2 separate regions of the Macaca mulatta genome follow, and region 1 is linked to region 2. A link is a contact called in public Hi-C data. All regions are on one chromosome and are shown on one strand. The core of a region is the stretch at or near the end of the contact, and the rest is flanking DNA. Distances in the headings are between cores, read along the strand shown. Region 1 overlaps ASIC2 (acid sensing ion channel subunit 2). Region 2 overlaps ASIC2 (acid sensing ion channel subunit 2).

Evidence for each region. A called contact is a pair of places that touch in the nucleus more often than the background predicts.
Region 1: a contact with region 2 is called in a Hi-C map of spermatogonia, with 2.2 times the contacts expected there. The contact joins two enhancer-like sites. A contact is called at or near these places in 2 of 14 Hi-C or Micro-C datasets (fetal cortex germinal zone and spermatogonia).

What each region holds. Positions count from the first base shown.
Region 1 is chr16:43,208,361-43,213,559 of T2T-MMU8v2.0, reverse strand. All of the region lies in intron 1 of ASIC2 (acid sensing ion channel subunit 2), which reads left to right. Among named protein-coding and RNA genes, the nearest start is that of ASIC2, 480 kb to the left of the region's middle. Within about 2 kb of position 3,514, at least 4 of the 40 cell types and tissues checked have an H3K27ac peak or open chromatin away from gene starts, as enhancers often do.
Region 2 is chr16:43,053,549-43,058,629 of T2T-MMU8v2.0, reverse strand. The region is part of intron 1 of ASIC2 (acid sensing ion channel subunit 2); the gene reads left to right. Among named protein-coding and RNA genes, the nearest start is that of SPACA3, 510 kb to the right of the region's middle. Within about 2 kb of position 1,474, at least 4 of the 40 cell types and tissues checked have an H3K27ac peak or open chromatin away from gene starts, as enhancers often do.

The sequences.
Region 1 (5,199 bases), core at 2,265-4,764, 150 kb before region 2:
GGCTGCCAGTCTCTGTTTTGGTCAAGTTTGGGCTCTGTGGTCTGTGCCAGGGTGGGGTGTCCTGGTTTCCAAAGTCCAGCCTCCCTTTCTGCGTCACTCAGTCTTGCCTGCGTACCTAATTCTCATGGCATTTACTAAACTCCCATTCCCTCCACTGTCTCTACAGGAAGCCCACCTTAAAATCTCTCAACCTTTTCAGCCTCTCCCTTTTTCAGACAGTGCACTTCCATCCTCTCTCTAACTTTCATTAAGCCTCTGTAGGTTGTTTGTCTTATCCTGTTTTATCTAAACAGGCAGGCAGGCAAAGAAACAAAAACACAATAAACAAACAAAACAGGAGGGGAAAATATCTACAGCAGCAGGAACCAAACATGAATCAAAATCTCACCAACTTATTCTGTATTATGCATTTGTTTAATGTTTCCATTGCCACCCACCCAACCCCCACTGTTCCCAGTGAAACATCTTTTAATGACATAAGCTTCCATATCCACAGACGTTCTTCTCTATACTTGAGGGCAGAGGTTTAACACAAGCTGGTCAGTGGTATAGCTAGAGACACCTGGGAAATGCTAATTAGGTTATAAAAATTGTTGTGATGAATAGTAAAGATGCTTCTGCTGCTGAAGATGAAGGAAATGAGGAATCTCTTCCATGTCTCTCTATCTCTCTACCTATCTACTTACCTACCTATCTAGTTAGATATATGCACACACTTATCCCATATACATACACACACACTTATGAGTACATCTATTTGGATCTGCTGACTTGGACTTTGCTCATGTGAAAATGAGCACAGGTAGCTATACTGCTGGGGTAATACATTACCCTTTTCACATAACATCTTTACATGTTGCAAACAGTTGTTGCTCTATTCCAATGAAAGGATGTGTGGTGCCTGGGATAGATTTCTAGAGTGGCTGAACCTTGAGGCAGGCATTGTGTGTCCACACTTTTCAAGTTCACAGATATGAAATTTCATCACTTATCCGAGGATGACCCTCTAGGGAACAGACTTCCAACAACCAAGTGCAAAAGAGATAGATCAACAAACCCAAAGTCTGATATTGAAGTTTGTCTTCAGAGATGGAGGATGCTGGGCGCATGCTAGACCACTTGCATGGGCTACTTCCTCCTGGTGGTGTCTGTTGCAGGACCAGATGCAGTTCAGAAGCCTCCTGGTGAGCATAGATTCAAGGAAGGGAAATTCAGTGTTACCAAGAAGCCGCCTTCTACACTGGCAACATCTGGAAGGGTATGGGGGAATTTACCTTTGCATCTGCTAACTGCACCAAGCACAAGGCCTGGCTCAGCAGGGGCAGTAACGATGAACACTTACCAGACTGTCCCAGCACTTTACATGTTCTAGCTCCTCTGCCTTCACAGCTGCCTCTGACATAGGCACTGATAAGGATGTGAAAGTTGAGGTCAGCAGAATAAGGGCCTCCTAAAGACATCCATGCCTTCATCCTGGGAACCTGTCAATATGTGACCTTATGTGGTAAAAGGGACTTTGCAGGCATGATTAAGTTTAAGGACCTTGAAACGGGAAGATCATCCTGGGCTATCCAGGTGAGTCCAATCTCATCAGAAGTTCTTAAAATTGGAGAACTCTTTCTTGGCTGCAGAGAACCAGGGAGATGGCAGCATGAGAAGAACTTTGCCCCTTACTGCTGACTTTGAAGATGGAGGAAGGGCTCCTGACCCACAGGATGTGGGCAGCCTCTAACAGCTGGAAAAGGCAAGCATGGATTCTCCCCCAGAGCTTCCAGAAAGGAATGCAGCCCTTCTTGGCACCAGTACGCTGTGTTCTTTTTCTACTTTATACTGGCTGCAAAACCAGAACGTTCAGTTGGAGAGGTGATCAGATTGTATTCAATGGCCAAAGAATGGAGAAGGGGAGCTTTTGCTCTAAAGACGTCTTCTCTCTAGGCAGGGGGAGCAATGGGAGGTTTATGCTGGACAGGGAGGTATGCGGGCAGGCACAGGGTAGAGTTCTAGACACACCAGCATTGTTCACAAACATGCTTCTTCCTACATCATACGTATGCAAAATGGCTGTGATCTCCTTTTAGGGGAGGATTTTTCAGTATTATAATAATGTGTTGATGATCTGAAGGTAAGTGTAGGTTTCCTGCTCCAGTCTGCACTGGTTTTGAGTGGGCCTGGACTTTCTCTGGTATACGACAGTGGTCACGAGGTTGTGTGTGGCATCAGGCCAAAATGGGGAAATAAAATTTCCCCATTTTTCCCTTGGGACCATCCCGGTGACCTTCTGACAACTAGATTTCTGCCGAGTGAGCCCCAGTGAACCCTTGCTTTTAGCCGAGTAAGAAGAAGGCTAGTTCTTTTAATCTGTAAAACTGTAAGCTAGCAAATGTGTGTTTTTTGAAGCTACTAAGTTTTTGGTAATTTGTTACAGCTGCAATAGAGAACTAACACAGGTTTTCATAAAGGTTAAATGACACAGCTAATAAGCAACAGAGCTGGAAACAAAACCCAAGCTGTCTGGTTTGGAAGCCCACACCCTTCTGTATTCTGCAACATGGCCATTTTACTACCATCATTGACTGTGTAAGTAAGTAAGTAAAGCAAGAAAAGAAAGGATTAGTGAAAAGGAAGAAAAACAGGACAGAGAGAAAAACGTGTGTATAAGGTTAATAGCCTTGTGTTCTATGCACTTCCGTTGTGTGGGTGTTTCTGCTTACTTACCAATAACCACAAAGCACATGTGCACACTGTCTTCCTCCTTTTCTTCCTCCCTCCTCCCCTCCCATATTGCTAGAAGCACCTAACCATGCACTCTCTAGAAACTGTGCCAACCACACCTGCATCTGAGCATGCCTTTGGCAAGGGCATGGTAGAATTTCCAAGCTGCCAGATGCACACAAGCACATCACTGTGCATCCAGTAGGTGGTTTCTGGCTGAGATTTAGAAGCATTCTTATCTCATCAGTGACTCACGCCATCTCACCCACTTTGTGCTGATTCTGCTTTCTGACTAGGTCCCATAGGCAATCTGTTTAGGCCACAACAAGGGGTGCCAGATTCCGCAAATAAAAAACAGGTCACCCAGTTAAATTTAAATCTCAGATAAACAACAAATAATATTTTAATATGAGGATGTCCCAAATATTGTATGGGACGTTCTTATACTAAACCATTGTTATTTATTGATCTGAAATTCAAATTTAACTGGGCATCTTGCACTCTATCTGGCAACCCAAACCACAGCAGACCAGCAGAGAAACAATTCTGGGGCAGCAGACCTTAGCAAGCCCCTGGAACCATGCTGGGGAGCACTGTCCCTTCCAGGCCAGGGCAGAGATAGGATGCTTTCTGCTCCTTCTGCTCAGAAGAGCTGAATGGAGGTCCAGTTCTGCACATGGGGTGACAGCATAAGGTGGGTGGAAGAGGTGGGCTGGGACAGACAAGGAATCCTCCGAGCAGCTCTCACAACTCAGCAGATGCTCCCCAGTCACTTCCAGCCTTCTAGATGATTCCTCCAGCCCTTCTGGTAATGGGATGATTAAGATGACCTGGACAGGCAGGAGGAGGTGGAGGGCTGGGAGAATGAGTCACCCTCTGGGGGCTTTGAGCCTCTTAGCTCTCACAGTAGTAGTCTGCCTGTGGTGTAGAACCCCAGTTCTAGAATATCTGTGCTTTGGTGCTCTGGCTGCTGCACTGTGACCCCAACCTAAAAGTACCCTCTGCCACCCACACACTCAAAATCTCCCCAAACTCTGCCCATTTCTTAATTTTGTTTTAACTTTTCCTTTTCTGCCAGCGATTGTACTGGTTGTTGGGAATTCAATCCTTTAGCAATCTGTCAATCAATCAACAAGTAGTAGTAATTGAGTGCCTACTGTGTACAAAATATATGGTCATACCAGTAGTAGAAACAAAGGTCTGTCCCCCAGGAGCTTATAATCAAACCAGGAAACAACAATATGATTATGTGGGGGAAAAATGAGCAAATGACAAGATGGTTCTGACATTTATGAAACATCCACTAGACATCTATTCTCACGTCGGGTGCCAGAGACATGGAAAAGAAGGCCAAGAGTTCACACTGTATGTAACTGTATGTCACTGTATGTAATACTCTGTATTTCCCAAGAAATACATAGTCATTGGCATCCACAGAGAAGGGGCCCGTAACCCAGCCTGGGCACTTAGGGAAGGTTTTGCTGAGGTGGCGAGGCCCAGACAGTCTCTGGAGAGAGAAGCAGAAGTCAATTTGGCTAATGCAGCCACAGGGAGATGCTCCCTCTCCCAGTGTCCCCTTGAGATCTCTGAATATTTAATTCTGCCTCCTCCATTCATTGTGCAATTAGATGGAGAAAATCTTATTCACCAGAATTTCTTCTGTTGAGAGACCACCAAACTTGCCTGGAAAATATACTTGGATAATCTGTTTCAATGTAGATTGTGAAGAGAGATTCTGAGAGCATACTTAAGCAACAAAAGATGATTTTCTAACTGCAATGTCTGAATCAAGAGTGTTGGCAGCCAGATTTGCTTTGCATTGAAACCTTGGCTTTTCTTAAAAGATTGTTAATTTGTTCAAGATCTGGCCTCAATATGTCCTATAGTTTCAAGTAGAAACACCCGCCCTGAAGAACCTAAACACCAACCTTCAACATGGGCACACCATTCCTACCCTACCCTCTGTGCCAACGATAAGTATAATGTTATGGTCTTTGGTCTCTGTGGCTTTACATCATAGTGCCATTGTCTACAGAGTTGGAATTCGACAGCCCCATCAGTACATAATTTTGAGCACATCTCAAAATATGTATATGCATTTTTGCATAAATTGTTTATATGGACCACATTTCCAATAGTTTGTGAAAATAATAAAACATGCACAAAATAGAAACTTTCAAACAATGAGGAAGAGATGAAATAAACAATATCTGCTTAAAATTCTTTATTGACAAAACCTCATGAATGATATTATACACTTAGATATTTCAAAGAGTCATTTTAACAATTGCAGCTTTTGGGGCTTTTTCTTTTTGGACCTGATTAGATCAGGGTGATTTTTAGCCTAGAAATCTCGCTGATGGTGAGAGACCACCAGGAAGATTGTTGTGCTTGCGTTGCTCATGTCATTTTCAGCTCACGGTTTCTTACAGGAATCTTTTGAAGCCACTTGTCTATTTTGCAAGGGTTGATTTAACTAAAACTCAA
Region 2 (5,081 bases), core at 225-2,724:
TGAAAAGGAGAACACTCCACATCAAAGCCTATGGGACACAGCTAAAGCTGTACTCAAAGGACATTTTATAGCACTCAATGCCTCTATTATTTCTTGTGAAAAGCTAAAAATAATTGTACTAAGTAATCAACCTAAGAAATTAGATAAAGAATCATAAAATAAATGAAAAACAACACAGGAGAGTGATTTAATGAAAATAAAAGCTAAAATTGGTGCAATCGAGAACAACAAAAATATTCTACTCTTACTCTTACTAGTTTCTCTTCTTCCTAAAGCAGTCCTGCCATGCCAGCACCCTCATCGTTTATACCCATCCCCAAGAATCCCATGCTAAAATTTAGCTTGAAAATTCCATTACTTTGTAGAATGATCAACAAAACTATTTCATATAATGCAAAGAGCACAAGACCAGACAACAGGATACATGTTCCTGGAGCCAAGTTCACCATGTTCACCTTGGCCGAGTCACTTCCCTTCCCTGGCCCTCAGGTTTCCAGTTTGAACAGAGGCTGGGGCTACCAGCTGGTACTGACAGATTGTCAGTTGAACTCCATTCATGGCCAAAACTCTTCAGAAGTAAGAAGTCACCCTCCCATGGGTAAATATTGACAGGCCTTTTTCTGGAGATGATGGTGCTGGTGAGTGATGGGAGCTATTCCAGGGGTCTGCACCATAGGAGGTTGGCAAGGGAGGCAGTGCCAAGTTGGAAGGATAAACCCAGAAACTGAAGGCAGCCTGGAGCAGCTTCAAGCTTGGACCCGGCTAGAGTAAGCAGGAGTGTAGGTGTGATGGTACTAGGGTCCTTTCCCTGGTCTCTTTTTAAATCTGGTGGATTCACTCCCTTCTGAGACTCATTCATCTTCTTCTTCTCCTTTTATTTTTGTAAATGCTCATCTCTCTTCACACTATAACTCTGCAGGCTCAGTACCCAGTGGGAGCAATAATAATAAGTGGAAAGAAGCGTTCTCCTCCTCAGTCTTAAGGTTCTAAGATCAAGGACAACTAATGCTAAGGGACAGACTGCCTACAGCTATGACCAACTAGCCTTGGAACCTGGTCCATGGAGAAGCTTCTGTCCCTGCTTTCAAGTCAAAATAATGATGACTCAGTTCTTCCAGGCTCTAGCCTCTGGAGGTGACTTTTTAAGAAATCTTGAGGAGCACTGACAGGTGCTTCTCTTTCAGCACAGAGTGACTGCAGAGTTTCACCCTGATCTTGGTCAGACTGAGCTCCTAGAACCATTGAGAACTCTCTGTGGAGGTCTGTTTAAAGAAAAGTAGTCTGATTTTTTCTGTAACCTCATTACAATACTACCCACTATTAAGCTGAATTTTCCCAAACTCCTCCTTTTACACAGGACACTGAAAATCAGAAATAAAAATAAGATGTGCTTTCCCCTTATTGCAATGACAAGGGCTGGGCAGCCCTCTTGATCTCTGTGGTTTACGTTACCACATGAGCTGCTTCCTGGAAGCCCCAGGCTTGGTTCTTTTGGTGACTGTGAGTTTTGTGGCAAATGAGGATGCCTCCAAACCTACTGTACACAGAGCACCCACATCCTGCCTTGTTAGGGACTTGGGTCTTTATCTTAAGAGTGAAAAGATTTTAAATATAGGCTGCCATGATCAGATTTGGGTTTTTCAAAGACCATGCTGGCTTGTGCAATGGGATTGGAGGGTAGTAGAGTGAGTGTGAATAAGGGGATCCCAAGTTCTCCGGCTATTGCAGAAGTCCAGGCCAGAGGCAGTAATGGCCTTGACTTGGATGTGGGCAGTGAGACTGGGAGGAAGTGGACACCTTCAAAAAGGTGGAATCACCAAAACTTGGTTTTGATGGGCTTTAGAGTATAGGTGAAAGGGAGAAATAGAAGATGACTCCCCATTTTCTGGCTAGGGCAACTGGGTGGTGCCCAGTCATTGAAATAAAGAACTAGGGAAAAGGAGCAAGGATAGAGGTAGGGGAAGTGACAATGAGTCTAGATGGGACATGCTGAGTTGGAGGTGGCAGCCATTATCCAAAGGAGTTTCCAAGAACATGGGTGTGTGTCTAAAGCCAAAAGAGACTGAGCAGGAGACAGAAATAAAAGCAGCATCCAGGAAAGGAACTACCCACTACTGGAGAGTCATTGCTTGTCAGTTTTGTGTGTCCTTATCTTGCTTTTGTATGGCGGTTGAACACTCTGGGTATGGCCGATGAACCAAGAATTAGAGGGACAGCCACAGAGTTTTGGAGCCACAGAGCTGGAGGGGGCATGGATGGGGTGGGTGGGGTGGGCACCTGTCTGTGAAAAGGCTCAACATCTCCAAAAGGGTGCAGTAGCTTGAAAAGGCGTGTTCACTACATTAACATAAATTTACATGTGAAAATCTGTAATAATTGCTGTGTGCTGTAATACAGTCATCTAAGCAAGTGTGGAGATGCAGATAACAGATTCTATGGCCTTACTGGGGAGGGTGCATGGCCCCCAGGAGGGGTTGGGTCTCTGTCTCAGAGAGCAGGGTGACATGTTCCTGCCTACGGGCAGAGAATGTGGGTTCACAAGGCCTTGTGCAGGGGTTGCACTCTCAGATGCTTCCGGAAGCTGGTGACATGAATGAGCCCAGTGTGCAGAGTGGTAATGATGGGAACCGGCAGCGGCCATCAGTCCAAAGGAACATGCCAGTGTGTGCTCCCAGTGTGAATGGGGGCTCAGTGTGACTAAGCCCTTTGTTTCCTTTTTTAAAAAAAATTTAATGTTTAATTTTATTTTGAGACAAGACCTCACTCTATTGCCCAGGCTGGAGTGCAGTGGCACCATCACAGCTCATTGCAGACTCGACCTCCTGGGCTCAAGCAATCCTTCCACCCATTAGTTGGGTGTGGCACGCACCACCACACCGAACTAATTCTGTTTAGTTTTTGTAGGGACGGGGTCTCACTATATTGCCCAGGCTGGCCTCAAACTCCTATTCTCAAGCCATCCTCCCACCCTCAGCATCCCAAAGTGCTGGGATTACAGGCATGAGCCACCATGCCAGGCTACCCTCTGCTTTTTCAAGAAAACTTAGGAATACAGAATTGTGTGTGAATTCTTCCAACTTTTAAATATTGGGTCACTTAAAAAATGGGTAATAATTAGAAAGACGAATCTGTCTGGGAACTAAATGAGTCTCATCCACAGGTCAGATTTAGCTCACAGGTCATCAGTTAGAGATCTCTGCTCTGGCCCAACCCACCTGCTGTACAGATGCAAGAACTCAGGTTCTGAAACAGGCCTGGAAAACCTCAGGTCACACAGTGAGTTACAGGCAAAGTCCAGACTCAAATGCAGATAGATGCTCATTTCACTGCTCTGTGCTACCCCACAGCTACTACCTCCCTCTGGAGGGCTATTTAAAGAGAAGGGATCGGAATTTTCCCATAACCCCACTACAGTACTAGCTTCTCTCAAGCTGAATTTTCCCAAACTCTTCTTTTTACACAGAAGGACTCTGAAACCCAGAAATTAAAACAAGATGTGCTTTCTCCCCTATTGTAATGACAAGGCTAGGGCAGAACCCAGGCCTCCTGGTTCCCAGTCTCGCCTTGCTTTTACCAGTTCTCTAAGTACTCAAAGCACTCCCTGGGCAAGGGCTATATTCAGCTTGCAGTGAATTGCTGAAATACTCTGTTCCTAAGCATATCCGACAATCCAAATTATCATACCCAGGACCAGCCCCATAGGCTACATCACCTTAAATCTTCTCTCCACAGGGCCTGACTTGCCGGCCTGGCAGGTCGCTTCTCTTCTCTGATGAATGATAAACACAACTGCAGCAGGCACGCAGCCCCACCAGCCAGTTCCGATTTGTCTGCTAATTGGAGCCTGGGCAAGGCTGGCATGATGCCGTCTGTCAGTCTGTTAGTGAGCAGTGTGGGAGAGAAGAGCACAGAACACAGAGTTCAGGAAACCAGACTTGGGATTGTGGCTGACGAGCAGATTGGCTTTGAGGAAAAGACGAATCTCCCTAAGCCTCACTTGACTCATCTGTGAAGTGGACATTATGAAGCTTGCCCCATAGGTTTTGCCAATGTCCATAGTCAAAAAGGGGGTTGGAGCCTAAAGGGGGTGAAATCTGAGGTCTTGGCTTATAACCTTTAAATGATCCCCATTACCTACGTGCTAAAGTCCAAAGTCAGTTCCAGGCAGGTGTGATCTGACCCCAGCATCCTGTCCCACCCTCCCTCCGTTCTACCTTCCTCCCCTCTCTTGATAGAAACAACTGACATTTACTGGATGCTTACCCTGTGCCAGACGCTGTGCTAAGCACTTTATGTTCATTAACTCACATCTTTCTCCCAACATTCCTATAGGAGGCACTGTTATAACTTAACAACAAAAACCAGCTTGGGAAGCTGAAGGAACTGGCCCAAAGATCCCCACTCGTGAAAGGATTGAGATTGGAACCAACTCCAGCTCTAGAGGTTGGCTCTGACATTTTGTCAACTGAACTCCATTCACGGCCAAAACTCCTCAGAAGTTTAAGAGGTCACCCTCCCATGGGTAAATATTGGCAGGCCTTTTTCTGGAGATGATGGTGCTGGTGAGTGATGGGAGCTATTCCAGGGGTCTGCACCATAGGAGGCTGACATGGGAGGCAGTGCCAAGTTGGAAGGATAAGCCCAGAAACTGAAGGCAGCCTGGAGCAGCTTCAAGCTTGAGCAAACCTAGTAAATGCTCTTCAGGCTCCTACCTGCCACATCATTCCACCTTCAGGTGTGCTGTGTACCCCACCTGACTTATCAGGAATTCCTTTCTCAAATGTACTCTCCTGCCTTCACCCTTTTGCTTAAATGTTTCCGCTGCATGGAAAGCACTATGAAGGAAACTCTTGCTTGAGGTCCAACTTAGATTGGTCCCACCTCCCTGGGATGGCCAACCCCTCCCTAGGCAGGCAGACTCTGTCTTCTCTCTCCACTGGGCTGCCATGGCCTGCAGGCGGTGGCCGGAGGTAATGCTGTCACACTGCCCACACAGTGTCGAGGCAGACAGGTTGTGATTCCTGTTAGTACACTGGACCATCTACAGTTACAGGCTTCATCTCCTCAAATACTGGAACATC